Linked DNA regions of Mus musculus: region 2 is linked to region 1. A link is a contact called in public promoter capture Hi-C data. All regions are on one chromosome and are shown on one strand. The core of a region is the stretch at or near the end of the contact, and the rest is flanking DNA. Distances in the headings are between cores, read along the strand shown. Region 1 holds the start of Kcnd3os (potassium voltage-gated channel, Shal-related family, member 3, opposite strand). Region 2 holds the start of Kcna2 (potassium voltage-gated channel, shaker-related subfamily, member 2).

What was found. Promoter capture Hi-C pulls out the DNA fragments that hold promoters and counts their contacts.
Region 2: a promoter capture Hi-C map of embryonic stem cells shows a contact between it and region 1, with 8 times the contacts expected there. The contact joins the promoter of Kcna2 here to the promoter of Kcnd3os in region 1. A contact is called at or near these places in 3 of 39 promoter capture datasets (embryonic stem cells, hematopoietic stem and progenitor cells and liver) and 1 of 115 datasets of contacts at active chromatin or transcription factors (embryonic stem cells).

Annotation. Positions count from the first base shown.
Region 1 is chr3:105,448,924-105,455,797 of GRCm38.p6, reverse strand. It overlaps Kcnd3os (potassium voltage-gated channel, Shal-related family, member 3, opposite strand), which reads left to right and starts at 2,843. Exons shown (of 4, transcript NR_040759.1): 1 at 2,843-3,245; 2 at 4,128-4,283; 3 at 4,370-4,669. Kcnd3 (potassium voltage-gated channel, Shal-related family, member 3) reads right to left here and starts at 3,908. Exons shown (of 8, transcript NM_019931.2): 1 at 3,081-3,908.
Region 2 is chr3:107,098,310-107,105,183 of GRCm38.p6, reverse strand. Kcna2 (potassium voltage-gated channel, shaker-related subfamily, member 2) reads right to left here and starts at 3,617. Exons shown (of 3, transcript NM_008417.5): 1 at 3,425-3,617; 2 at 1,673-2,000; 3 at 1-1,239. The coding sequence starts at 1,079.

The sequences.
Region 1 (6,874 bases), core at 1,594-4,093:
TTCAACTCAGACCTTGTCTGACTCACTGCCAATGGCTTTCCTGAACTAGGTGCAGCCCAATCCTGATGCTCCCACGGAAGCAGGAAGCTGAGAGCACGGGCTCTGGGGACCCTTCAGTCTGTTTTGGTACTATCTATCCTGAACTTTTGGAAGCAAGCCACTGCTAACTTACTGGGTTGCAGAATCCTCATCTGTAAAATGAAGGAGCTAGGAAAGAAAGTGACAGAGAAGAAAGTGACAGAGGACCCATTGGTTCTAGTCATTCTCCTGGATCCAGGACACAGAGACCACAGCTCCAGTCTCTCCGAAACTGCCTTGTGATGGCTGCCCATGCAGAGCGGGAAGTGGAGCATCTGGGTTGGTTGCTGTGGGGATACAATTAGCCTGAGCCTCATCTCAGCAGAGGGAGTTCTGGGAATTCCTGATGAGGCTGGTGCCCAGAACAGGGCACACAACCTGCATCACTTGGAACCCAAAGCAATCTAAGGTTCAGCCTACCCACAGAAACCCACTCACCCTCCTAGAAAAGAAAAGAACTGGGCCTCCAGCCCCTCCTGGCCCTTTGACTCATGACCCCTAATACCTCTGCTGTATCTAAGATGGGCGCTGGCAGGGGTTCAAATGGCAAAGATTAAGAGACTGCTGAATCAGGACCTACTCGGGAAGAGCCTTGTTAGCCAGACACATGGCTCCGAGAAGACAATGCCCTTCTCTCCTGTCAGTCTCCCAGTACTGCCCCTTGGACTCTGGGATCCCATTGCCAGCTGCCTGACTTTGCAAGCTGAGCTCCATGCCCTCAGCTCCAACTCTGAGTCAACTCTTCTAAGGCCATGAGCAATTCACAAACTGCTTTCTGATGGGTAATTGAAAGCTCAGAGCGAGGCAACGTTAATCCTCTCCCTATCTATCCTAAAGTCTCTTGTCCCAAGGGCAAACTTTTACCCTGTACAATAATCCAGGGCAGTCTTTTTTCAAGAAGGCCCATGCAAGTACCAGATCATCTCCGGAGATTCAGAACCTATCGTTCAGGTTTAGAGTGCCAAGAAAATAGCAATTACCCCTTTACTGCTTTCTGTGCACATGTGCATATGTGCATACATGGACATACATGTACACACCTCGGTTTGGAAGAGGACTATCGTCTATCAGACAACAACCTCAAGTCCATACCAGCCACGCCCACCCAACAACCCTGCAGGGATGACCTGGCTTAAACAGGACTTTTACAGGTTCCTGCTGCAACACTCACCCCTAACAGCACCAGTGCCTCTCAGAGCTGGCCTGGGTATGAACCCTGCAACAGGCGCTATAGTGCGGCCCCATTTCCAGCCAATGGCACCGCATACGCCTCCCATACCACGGCTTTACTAGGACATGGGTGCTTTACAAATGAAAACTCTGAAGCTATTTTTGTTTGTGGCAAAAGAGTTTGACAGTAGGAAAGATTTGGCTGTGGGGTGAGGTAGGGATGCAGGAGGGAGAGAGATTAAAACCAGGTAAATGCAGAAATGACAAACATGAAAAAATCCTGAAAAAGAAAAAGAGAACACTTTCTCCTGCTGTAAAAAGTCAGCTGCCTGCTAAGCAACGTCTATTTTAGAAGCAGAGGGTCAAAAAAAAAAAAAAAAAAAAAGGCAGACCTCCTGTCCTGGGGGGTTGACACTTCCATTTCACCTGAACAGACACAAAGCAGAAAAACAAACAAAAAAAAAAAAGTCACATCACCAAGATCTGCCCTTCAATGACCTCGGAGGAGAGTCCTCAGAAATCAGAGCTGGTCTGGGGAACTGTTTCACGCCCCCAGGGAGTCTGTCCCGTGTCTGCGGGATTTTGTTGGGTATGAAATGAGCATGGGGGCCATGCTGGAGATCCCGTGGGGCACAGGCCTGGGACCTGCAGATCCTCTTCTTTACAGTGCCTCTCCTAGCTCCTAGGATGGCCAGTGCAGTTTCCCCAAACTCTTTCTCCAGCCTCCTCAACGGCAAAAGGAAGCCGCTGTTAATCGTTCTTCCTCTGGAGGTCCCTTGTGTACTTACGTCTTATAGCATTCAAGACGCAACATGGAAAAAAAATAAACACATCAGCTCCTTTCAGTGGGCCGGTATGTGTCCACATGGGGAAATGTACACACGCTTTGCATTGAATGAATGCCCAGAATCCCCCTTCCCCCCGCTTTCCGAGATTAAACCTTCAGGTTCCCTGGAAGTAACAGTAAATAAGGCATCGATTCAAGCATCACCTACATTCATGCATGACCACCCTGTAAAACCTGATTACTGATTGCATTGTGCCGCCTATCACCCCGTGAAAGTTCAGAGGCTCCGTCAAATACACGGAGACTTTCTTTGCCTTGATTTCAGGTCTGGAACCTCTCAGCCTGTTGCTGACTTATCAAGGCTGCCCGGGATAAAAGGAGAACAACGTGGGCTGAATTAAATGCCAGCACTAAGAAAGCACAGGAATCTAGTTGATTTCCAGGTAACTTCTCTGCCCATCCCTAGTGTAAACACTCTGTTAAAACAAATTTGAACCCCCTTCCCTATGGTCTCTCGGGACACTTATGGGACCTTTCCCGGGAAAGAAAAGATGTGCCAGGCAGGACGAGCTGGACCAGCCTCATCCTCTAACAGGCAAACACAGGCTCGCCTGGCTGGAGAACTTTGCAAAGCGCCCCAAACGGCTCCCAGCTTCCACTCTCAGCCATTTCTCTTCTCAGCTCACAAAGAGCGGGGACGGAGCAAACCGTCGCCACCTGCAGCCAGGTCCCGGGGCGCTGCTCCTGGCGCCCGGCGAGGGAAGGCAGGCCAATGGCAAGAGGGCAGAGGTTCACACCCCCACCCCCAAACCTCTCGGCGCCCCAGTGCCCGGAGGTGGCTCTGCAGCCCAGGGAACCGACGCCCCCAGGCCGGCTGCTTGCTCCCCCACGGCCCGGCCCCACCCCCAATCCTTCCGGCGCCCCAGCGCCCACCCACCCGGGCGCGGGAGTGGGAGGGTGCCGCGTGGGCAGCGGGAGCAACAGGCGTGGGAGCAGCGCTCCTCGCACTTGCTGTCTCTGGGAGGCTCGGTCGTTTCCCTCTTACCTTCGCCGAAGCCAGCCCCAGGCCCCGCGCCCCGCGCGCGCGAGGAAGCTGAGGCCAGGGGCCGCCGAGGCGCAGAGCGCCCAGCAGCGCGGGGAAGCGCCCAGCAGCCGCCGCTCGGGCGGCTCCTCCTCGCCGGCGAAGTCTCGCTCGTCCCTCCTTCACTCGGTCGGTTCGTGCGTCGGTCCGTCCGTGGGGCCGTTCCTCCCCCGCTGCCGCCGCCGCCGCCGCCGCCACCGCCACCGCCGCTCCAGCCCGGGCTTGGCAGCGTGTCCCCTCCCCGCCTAGCCGCTCCGCTCTCGGGCTCGTGAGCTCCGGTTCGCTCGTTCCCTGCCCCCGCCGCCGCTGATGCCGGGCAGAGCGGAGCCGGGCCGGCCACGGGCTGCCTCTCCCGAGGAGGCGGTGGGGGCGCGGCGCGGGCGGGGCGGAGAGGAGAGTCCGGGGGAGGCGGCGAGGCTGCGCCCTCCGCTCCCCACCGATCCCCACGGGCCGAGCGGCCCCAGGCCGGGCCCGAGAGAGCAGAGCGGCCAGGCTGCGGAGGGAGCGAGGAGGAGGACCCGGGAGCCTAGCCGCCGGAGGGTGCCCAGGGCGAGGGCGTGCGAGGGGGAGTGACTCTGCGCGAGGGTGTGTGTGTGTGTGTGTGTGTGTGTGTGTGTGTGTGTAGGGCGCGCGCGTGAGTGGGGGGGCTGCAGCGGGGGGGGGGAGGCGGGGAGACTAGGCAGAGCCTGGTGCGTCTCCCCAGGAGAGTGGAGGAATCCTAGGGTGTGCCTGGAGGTGGTAGTGGAGTGTGCGGACGCGAGTGTGAGCGCGTGTGCCGGCGAGGGTGGGCATGGGGCGAGCGTGGCAAGGTGAGCTTGGCTTGGGGGTGGGGGAGGAGCCGGGCGTGCGGCGTGATCGTGAGTTCGGGGGCGTGTGTGGCTGGGGACTTAGGAAGAGGTGGTAGGGAGCGCTGGCGTGTATGCGCGTGGGGTGTGTACACTTAACTGGCTGTCTGTTTCCCATTCACTGTCCACGCGGTAGAGCAACTAACTCCTCTCCTTGGTCACCTAGTGAGGTGCAGCTGGTCGCCGCGCAAGCTTACAGGCTGACCCTGAACAGTCAGGTGTGTTTGCCAAAGCTGGGAAGATCCCACGGAAGACAAACTGCCTTTATCTCCGCGTAAGAGCCACTGTCGTTCAGGAGTGACCTCTGACACATGGCCAGAAGGTCAGGATTCGCTCCAATACCCCACCACGAATACCCAGAATTAAGACTGGGGATTTAGGAACTCTCATTTCTCTATCTTTCCAAAGCGGGCCCAGGCCCTGGATCCTTTCCAGAGCCCAGAGTTATCTATTGCTTAGTACTCGGACCCAGCGTGAGGAGTGGGACAACCACGGGAGCATAGGATCCAGCTGAGAGTCCCAGGACCATCGCGGCAGCAGAGTAGAGCCCAGTCCTGGCTGCTAAGCCAAACCGTGGCCGGCTTTCCCTGTGTCTCCGGCCTGGGTGCTGGGACTCCCGAGCCTGGAGATCGCGAAGCAAGCAGCTTCGTGCCTCTGCCCGGACCGGAACGCCTTGGCTTGAGAGATGGCAGCTCTGAGTATGGAAAGGTGTGTGCTGAAACACAAAAGCAGAGGAAAGAGAAATGTGCGGAGAGGGTGAAGGCGTGAGTCAAGAATAGGGTTTCTGGTTTGTGGCAAACCGATCCTGTTCCAGAAGTGCAAGTCGAGGAGTAGTTATTGAGGTCTCAGCTACTCTGGGCCTCCAGTACTTCTGAGCTTCTTTTTCATAGGCTCACTTACCCTAACCAAAGCTCCTTTAAGTTTGTCAGTATGAAAGGTGTACAATTGGCCCTTCAAGAGGTGGGTGTGGACCCCATTAACATTTGCCCAGAGTCCAAGAACCCCGTGAGATTTGCATACTCATTTGCATACAGTACTAATGATTAACAACACTGCCACTCCCTGGCCAACCCTGGAAGAATTCAGGGAAGGCCCTGGCGAGGATTCTCCCTCCCTCCTCTATTTGGGAGAGGTTTTTGTTGTTGTTGCTACTGCTAGTGGTGGTGGGGTTTTGTTTTGTTTTTTTGTTTTTTAAATCTCAGTTGAATTGACTCCTGAGAGAAGGTTCTCTGTCTCTGAGAAGCCTGGTCCCAGTAGTGACATTTTCCTTTGATCTAACACCTTCTGTCCAGTTTTGGAGCAGTGAAAATATAATATCTTATTTCTGTCGAAGTTTGAATTTCCTGTACGGCATTGCCATTGTTCAGCAACATAAAGGTACTTCCAGGATCGAGCCCCCCAAACTGTCAGGGAGGGAACACCACTAGACTCTTGGAGTGGTCTACTAATGTGACAGCTTGTGGTCTCTGGGACTTTGTAAGCCATTTGTGGAGACAGGACACTCACACCCTGCCCCACATCCTCCAATCCCGATCCTCAGATGCTCATACTTGGCAATCTAAGTGCAGTGCCTGTGAACTGCTCTCTCTCTCTCTTTCTCTCTCTCTCTCTCTCTCTCTCTCTCTTTTTTTTTTTTTTTTTGTCTCCAGTATCTCAAGAAAAGTAAGGGAGACTTGGATTTCTAGTTCAGGCCACTGTGGGTTTTGTTTACAGTTCTCCTTGAGGCTGGATGGTGAGGAGAAAGAAGGTACCTGGCTTAGGTTCAAGCCACTGGAGGAGACACTGTCCAGGAGATGCTGGGTACCCTCCATTTCCTCCTAGAATCTCCCTAGCCATGCCTGTTGACTCCTTCCCCCCTCTGCCTCTGGACCAGCCTGGCCGGGATTTTTCACTTGCTTTTCCCCCATGACGCGGCCGCTTTTCCTTTAACTCTCAGCTTCTATTTAAAAAGCTAATTTGGGAGCCTGTCGATGCTCCCAATTCAGACATTTTAAATAGGAACTGAAAGTCAGGAACTGCCAGGGCAGTAGGTTTCCTCCTCTTACCACTGACAGGGCTCAAGTGTTGGTTCAGTCACTCCAGCCCCAGTGTGTATGTGTGTTCTGCAAGCTCAGAGTGTATTTCAGGTTATCTTTTCCATTTAAAGACAATGCTCCTATGGGAGATTGCATGTGTGTGTCTGTGTCCTTTCCAAGCTGTGCACACGTAAGGATTCTTCCTTGGTCCCGAGGCTCTGGTGGTGTCTGTCGCCATGTGGACTGTGAGAGAAAAGAGCAGCATAGCTTATAGTCTGCTCCCTCTTGGCTGTTGTTGCCTGCGCTGTTCTTTCTAGCGCTGTTGAACTCAGGCTTGCTCTTTGAAGCTTGCCTAGGTATCCTAAAGGCTCGCTCTAGCCCTCACTTCTTGTGGCTGTCCTACTTCGATTGTTTGTCCCCGTGCTGGGCAACTATTTTGAAGTTGGGACTTTTCTGAGGGTTGCAAGCTTTCTACATTGAGAATCTCATGTACCTTGAAGGGGTAAAACATACTTTGAGGTCAGAGTGATTCAATCTGTCTCTGGCTGTTACTAGGTTTGAGCCTGTCTCTGGCTGTTACCTGGCTGTGGGACCATAGGGAACTTACTTAACCTCTCTGTGCCTCCCCCACCCCACCATCTCTAAAATGTTCAATGATAAAAATTACAGCTCTTCAGTGACTGTCATAGATAACATGCCTGGAATTTGGGTAGTTGTTTGTTGTTTAAGATAGGAGGTATGGAGAACTTTGTCTAGGAAAAAAAGTTAGAACTGTCAGATTGTGTGGGGGTGCACGGGCACACACATTAAACCACTATGCACATGACAATACAAATGCCAGGCTGGAGCCTGTCAGGTCACATTGAATCATGGGGCTGAGTCCCTAAGCTCCAGAAGA
Region 2 (6,874 bases), core at 2,368-4,867, 1.6 Mb before region 1:
CTGGGGAACTGGGAATCTCTCTCATCAGCTTCTGCAAAATAGACAGCACTAGAGAAGAGGATGACCCCAATGAAGAGGAAGAATATCAGGAGGCCCAATTCCCTCATGCTAGCTTTGAGGGTCTGACCTAGAATCTGTAGACCTTTGGAGTGTCTGGACAACTTGAAAATCCTAAAGACTCTTACCAACCGGATGACACGGAGAATGGCCAGTGACATGGCCTGCTGGCCTTGCTGGGCGTCCTCTGGCTTCTCAGCTAACTCTGTCCCCAGGGTGATAAAGTAAGGGATGATAGCCACAATGTCAATGATGTTCATGATGTTGGTGAAGAAGCCAGCTTTGCTGGGACAGGCAAAGAATCTAACCAGAAACTCAAAGGAGAACCAGATGATGCAGAGAGTCTCTACAATGAAGAAAGGGTCGGTGAAGGAGGTGGACTGCTGGTACCCGATGGTGCTGTTGGAATAGGTGTGGAAGGTCACCCCGCCACCATGCATGTCCTCATTCTCATCCCGGAAGATGGGCAAGGTTTCCAGACAGAAGCTGACGATGGAGATCAGAATGACCATCACAGATACAATGGCTATAATCCTGGCAGGCCCTGAGCTCTCAGGGTATTCAAAGAGAAGCCACACCTGTCTCTGAAACTCATTTTCAGGCAGAGGACGCTCTTCTTCCTTGATGTAGCCTTCATCCTCCCGAAACATCTCCATTGCTTCTTCTCCTAGCTCATAAAACCGGATTTCTTCCGAGAAGATATCTAAGGGCACGTTCACAGGTCGCCTCAACCTGCCCCCAGACTGATAGTAGTACAAAATGGCATCAAAGCTAGGGCGGTTGCGATCAAAAAAGTACTCATTTCGGAGGGGATCGAAGTACCTCATCCGTTTCTTGGGGTCCCCTAAGAGGGTCTCTGGGAACTGGGCTAAGGTCTTTAGCTGAGTTTCGAACCGCAGGCCTGAGATGTTGATGACCACTCTCTCACAGCATTCATGGTCTGCCTCTGGGTCATAGGTGTCTTGTGGGTGCCCAGGGAGGGCAGCAGCCTCGTCCACTGGGTCTCCGGTAGCCACTGTCATAATTGGGGCTGAGAAGTGTGCTTTACTTTAATGCCTTCCAGCTGCCTGCAGCAGGGAACTCGGTGCTGATAACGGCCCCAGGAAACACAGAAGCATAAGTCTGAGCTTCTGCAGGAAAGCCCCAGAGCCCTTTGTGAGTTGGAGACACAGCCCCACTCGGCTGAAAGACAGAGGCAGGTAAGGACATGAGATCACCAGTCATTGGCAACCTGACAGGAGGTGCACTTGATGTCCCCAAGAGTTCAGAAACATGACTGTACCATCACTTCTGCCACTAAAACTATTATCACCTTGTCACTTGTCTAGGGGTCAGTAGGGTTCAGGGAACAAACAATCTTTCAAGGAAGCTATAGAATGGCCTGCGCTAGGGGCAGGCGGCTGAGACAGGATCTTGGGTACCACACACATGCTGGGGACATAGCTGCACAGGAGGAGTGGAGAAGGGAGCCCTCTGCCAGGCACTGTGCTAATGTTTTGGCAATACCTGCACCAAAGGAGGTATTCATGGTAGGGTGTTTGGGACCTGGGCCTTGGTCACTGATGCCACCCCCATTGCCTCTATATGACTGCTACTAAGTGATTGTTTGATTTACCTGGCCAGGCAGGAGCCTGAGGTACTCTTCTTCGAAGAGCAGATCTGATGGCACAGATACACAAATAGGCAGCTCAGTCCCCGTCACATCTTCTCACTTGAGCTGGAAATAATGGTGAGTCATTCTGAGCAGGAGGGCAGGTCCTGGAGGTGTGCTCTAGGACTGGATGGGGCTCGAGGGACAGTGAGATGCTTGGCCAGGGGCGCGCACCACGACTTGAGGAGGAGAGTGGAGCTTGGGTCTGAAGCCTTTGGAAGGAAGGAGGCAAGATGCACAGCTCAGCAAAAGCCTGAGTCCTCCTGGCTGTCCTCCGGAGGTGTGACGTTGCCTGGAAAACACAGCAGCAAGGTGGGACCAAGGCTTCCAGGCAGCTGAGACCAAGACTTTTAAGGGCTCTGGCAGATCCCCTCAGGGCAAGTGACAAGCCCCCACATCTACTTTCCATGACACTTGTGAATGAGATCCACCACAGGAGCCTTTTCCTAACCTCTCCTGGATAACCATAAGCTTTCCCTTCCCATCAGCTTGAAGCACTTTCTCCCTAGACCTCAGTTGCCAACAGAAGCGACCCAGCTTTCTTGGTGTCAGAAGACATATCTCCCAAGAGGGAGGGTTTTCCTCTCTGACCTTAGCCATGTCCTGGTAAAGAAGCAATCCTTCCTCCACAACACACACTCCTTCCCAGCTAGAGAGGTCCCACAAGCAGCAAGATTGCCTCTGTAGAATGCCTAATAGAAGGGGTCGCTTGAACTTACTCTCCCTCCAGGATCCCTGGGCCTCAGGCCTTGCTCTGGGTTGGGTGGCATTTGAGCTGGGCAAGCACTCGACCACCGATTTCTTCCCAAGAGAAAATCCCTCACATCTCGGCAGGGAAGCACAGAACAAACGCTCAAGCTGCCTGACTGCGGGGCGGATTGGCTTCACATAGAGGGGGAGCCTAGAGAAAGCTGGCTTCCGGGCTGGCCCCCCGCCGACCCAATCCCGCTGGCCCCAGAGCCGGGGAGGGGTCTGGGCCCTCTCCCATCGCCCGGGGTTCCAGCCGGGATTCCGCCGGGCGCGCTCCCGCCGGAATCCGCTGGGCTGACCGGAGCCCACAGCCGCCGGACCGCTAGAGTGTGCCACCTTAACCCCTTCCTGCGCAGTGCGGTGGGCTCCCGCTGCGGGCCGGAGGGCAGCCTAGCTGGTGCCTGCGAGGTCCAGCCGAGGGACCACCAAGACTCCATCTCCACCTGAAACACAGGAGCCCGAACTCTGAGGGTGCAGAGCAGGCGTCGCCAGGCAGCTGCTCCAGATCTAGCTTCCTTTTAGGCTGGAGAGCTTCACGGCAGCCCACCACCCCGGCCAAGTGGAAAAAACAAGAGACTGCAGAGAAGCCCATTTTACTCCGTTGCCGAGAGGCAAATGCAACCAGGAGGACCCAAGTGACTCGGGTCCTACCCACCCACTATTTACCAGCGGTGGCTATGCAGTCAGCTGCACTTCCCATCACCCGCCAGCTCCAATCTGCGCCCTCCGCCCTATGTCACGCACAGACCACAGGGTCCCCGAGCCCATTCCATGCACTCTTCTGCAGGAACAAGTCTCCCCCTTAAGTCCCACGCAGCCGGTGCGGATCCACAGCCCTTCAGGCCGACATCAAGGGTCGGCACCACCTCGCCCACCCAGACTACCGTGGTACCCTGCAGCCCCTATGGGCGCTGCAGCCGGTCAGGGATGGCAGCATGCGCAGCAGAATGCCGGACACTGATTTACCCTTGCAGATGGGTACCAGAGCCTCCATGTTCCTGGGTGGCAGCCAGCACAGGCAGAACCCGGACAGCGGGCGGTGGCGGTGGTGGCGGCGGGGTGCGGGCGGCCAGCCGGGAGCCGACTCTGCAGTCCCGCGGGCGGCGCGTACGGAGCGCCCGGCCGCCGCCCGCAGCCGCACCGCGCCGCACCGCGCCACGCAGCGCCGCACCTGGCCCCGCAGCGAACTCGAATTAAAGGGGCCGGCTGGGGCAGAGCTAGCGAGGTGTGTCGCTCGCCGCCGCCGCCAAGCTGGCCACTGGGTTAGATCCCTGTGTCCCGGACCCCCACCGCAAAGAAAACACCCCATTCTTTGACAAAACCTAGCTTACCAAACAAAACTCCGCGCAGAGCTCAGCTGGGTACTGCCTGGGTCGGGAGACAGGGGAGAGGGTAGAAGTTGAGGAGCGCTTGAGAGGTTCTTGCCAACATAATGAAGTAGGCAGGATGAACTGATCAATACCATCCCAGGCCCGAGCGCGAGCCAGCCCCGAGGGAGATGTGTTGCTATTATTAAGATGCTGCCAGACAGAATCTGCAGACCCCAGTCCCCCCACTCCTGCCTTCTGCTTCTGCATCCCCGTTTCCTTCAGTACTCCTGAGCCCCACCTCTCTCTTACCCAGCACAGACTCGGTTTCCCAGGACAATACAGCAGGTGAGGGCCTGGCCTCAGTGTAGCAGAAACTCACTGCTGTCTTTGCCCCCCACGGGGTGGGGGTTGGGGGGAACTGCAGAACAACAGAACTGCAGGACTGGCTTCTAGCCTTTCTGACTTCCTTTCCCCAGGGCTCTGGACAGAGAGGGCGGAGGGACACACAGTTGCCCTTGGGAGAGCAGGCTCCTTACAAAAGCCCTTTCACAGATCTTAACACCACCAGCTGGCCCACGATCTCACCGTGGGGGTGCATGGTAGAGCAGGATATGCCCTTTGCCTCGGAAATAATTTGTATAGGAAGTTCTTGGCTTAGGTTGGGGATAGGAGTGTTTTAGGGGGTCCAGATTGGCTTGCAAACCTTGCAAAAGCTCCAAGCCTTCACTAGTACAGTTCTGCAGGCCCCCTGTCAGAACCGCCTACACGGATACTCCACAGAGGGACTCATTGAAATGAACTTCTGAGCTCTGATGTTCAGAGGGGCTCTGGTGTGTGAAAGACTCTTCCCTGGCCCTTTCTGCTAAGACAGTTCTCTTTATGCAAGTATCAGAAACTCTGAAAGCCTGCTTCCCTGCAAGGGAAGGTTCTAAGAGATTCGGCCATTTCCCAGTGGGAGCCTATAAGGTGGGTGAAAGATTGGACCCTACCTAGAGCTACAAAGCTAGAAGGCTTTGGTGGGCTTAGAGGGAAATCAATGTCTTGTAAGACCAGACTCGTTTGGCTTCTGGCTCCTGGAAGATTGGCTATGAAGATCGGTTGTCAATGCAGGATCCAGAGTCTAGCCTGGGTGTTTCACTTGCCAAATTCAAACTTCAATTTCTGTCAAGTTATTGGATAAGTAAATTTGCTGCAGAAGAAGCAACCTGTCAGTGGTAAACTGTGCATGAAGAGTTTATCTCTAACAATCACCTAAAAAACAATGGTTTCTGGTGCCCTGTCTGCTCTCAGATCTCTTAGGCTTCCGTTTGTGTTTCTCTTTGTACCTAACCACTGGGCTGTGTTTCTTATTCATCCTGCTTTCTACCGTAGTCTCAGCTATTCAGCAGAAACAACCTACAGTGCTCAGCTATGTACTCCTTCTGGATGGTTCCCCTGAGGGTCTCTGTTTCTCCCATTTGTCATGCTTATGTCCACTAAAGAGTATGCCTATAGTTTCATTGTCTTATTTATAGAACAAAAGGTATGGAGAGCAGGAAACCCTTGTGGGAGAATTAGTAATCATCGTAATTGGTGGCTTGTGCTTACCATGTGTCAGATGCTGTGCTGAGCTCCTGTGACCCAGCCCAACCTTCAGTCCTCATAGTCTTGTGACTTGCCTGTCAGTACTAGTCATTGGATGGGCCACAGAGGCAGAGGGAAAGAAGTGACCTGCACAAGGACAAGACGTGGTGGCTCTAGGTCTTGAATCAGATACCTGTGACTCCAGGGGTCCTGGGATCCGGATTCCCCCCTATATGTGTGTGCCCATGTGAGTGTGTGTGTGCGCCTATGTGTATGTCTATATGTTCTTGTGTGTTTGTGAGTGTGTGTATGTCCCTGTGAGTGTATGTGTGCCTGTGTGAGTATATGTATCTTTGTGAGTGTGTGTCCATGTGCATATGTGTGCCCATGTGCATGCGTGTCCCCTTGTGGGTGTGTGTATGTTCTCATGTATTTGTGAGTGTCTGTATGCCCCTGTGAGTGTGTATGGCTGTGTGAGTGTGTGTGTGTGTGTGTGTGTATAAGTCCGTGTGCCTGTGTGTGTGTGTGTTAATGACAAGTATCTTTGAATTTCACTTCTCTTTGGGATTTTCCTCTGGGCTCCACTTTTCTTTTGTCTTCTCATATGACATCCACTTTCCCTCTTTCCTTTAAAGTCTGACCTAAGTGTGAATGACAATGGAAAAAAATAACTAATGAAGGCAAAGAAGAAGAAAAGGCTATGGCAACAGCTCTTGTCCTGAACGGTCACTCTCTGGACACATTTGATAGTATCAGGGCTGGGAACAGAATAGTAGGAAAGAGAACATGGATCCAGTTCCCAGCATAGACAATTGTTAGCTGTGAGAACCTGAACTCCCAAATCCTTGAGCTTTAATCTCCTGATCTGTCAAAAAGGAAAGCAAAGCCCCCTCACTGTGGGACGGGCTAACCTAAGGGAGTGGAGAGCTAACTAGTTCCACCGGTAAGTTAAGCCAGAAAGGCTTTGATTTGATAGTTCCTCTTTTGGGTCTGCAGTTCTTAGTTTTGGTTCCAAAAGAAAACCCAGAGCGACCTGTGTTCCTTTTCCTTGGTGAAACACCCCAGGCCCACCCAGACCTTTCCTTTCCCGTTTGTCTGGTTTCCTGCATGGGACCCAGGCCTTGACTTTAGGGAAACGTTGTGGTGACCACTGTTAGGAGTGGCAAGTAATTATACTCATTAAAAGAAGAGTTTATGTAGGCAATTATTGAGTAATCACACCGAGTGTCAGAGTCACCATGCAGCTACATTTATCTACCATGCTGGAAGATTCAAAGCACCGTAATCTTCAAAGACAGGAAGCCAGTCAGCAGCTGCATGGCTGGAAGTCCTGGGAGGGCATGGGAGATGGATTGCCAGGGGATTTCTTTGGGGGCGGGGCAATGGTTATGTTTATTATGTTGAGTGTGTTGTTGGTTTTGCAGGTGCACACTCATGCTTATCAAATTCTACATTCTAAGAGATTCAATTTATTATACAGAACATACAACAATAAAGTCCTAAAACTTCCCCAAAGAAAAAAAGATTTGTAATCCTCTGTGCA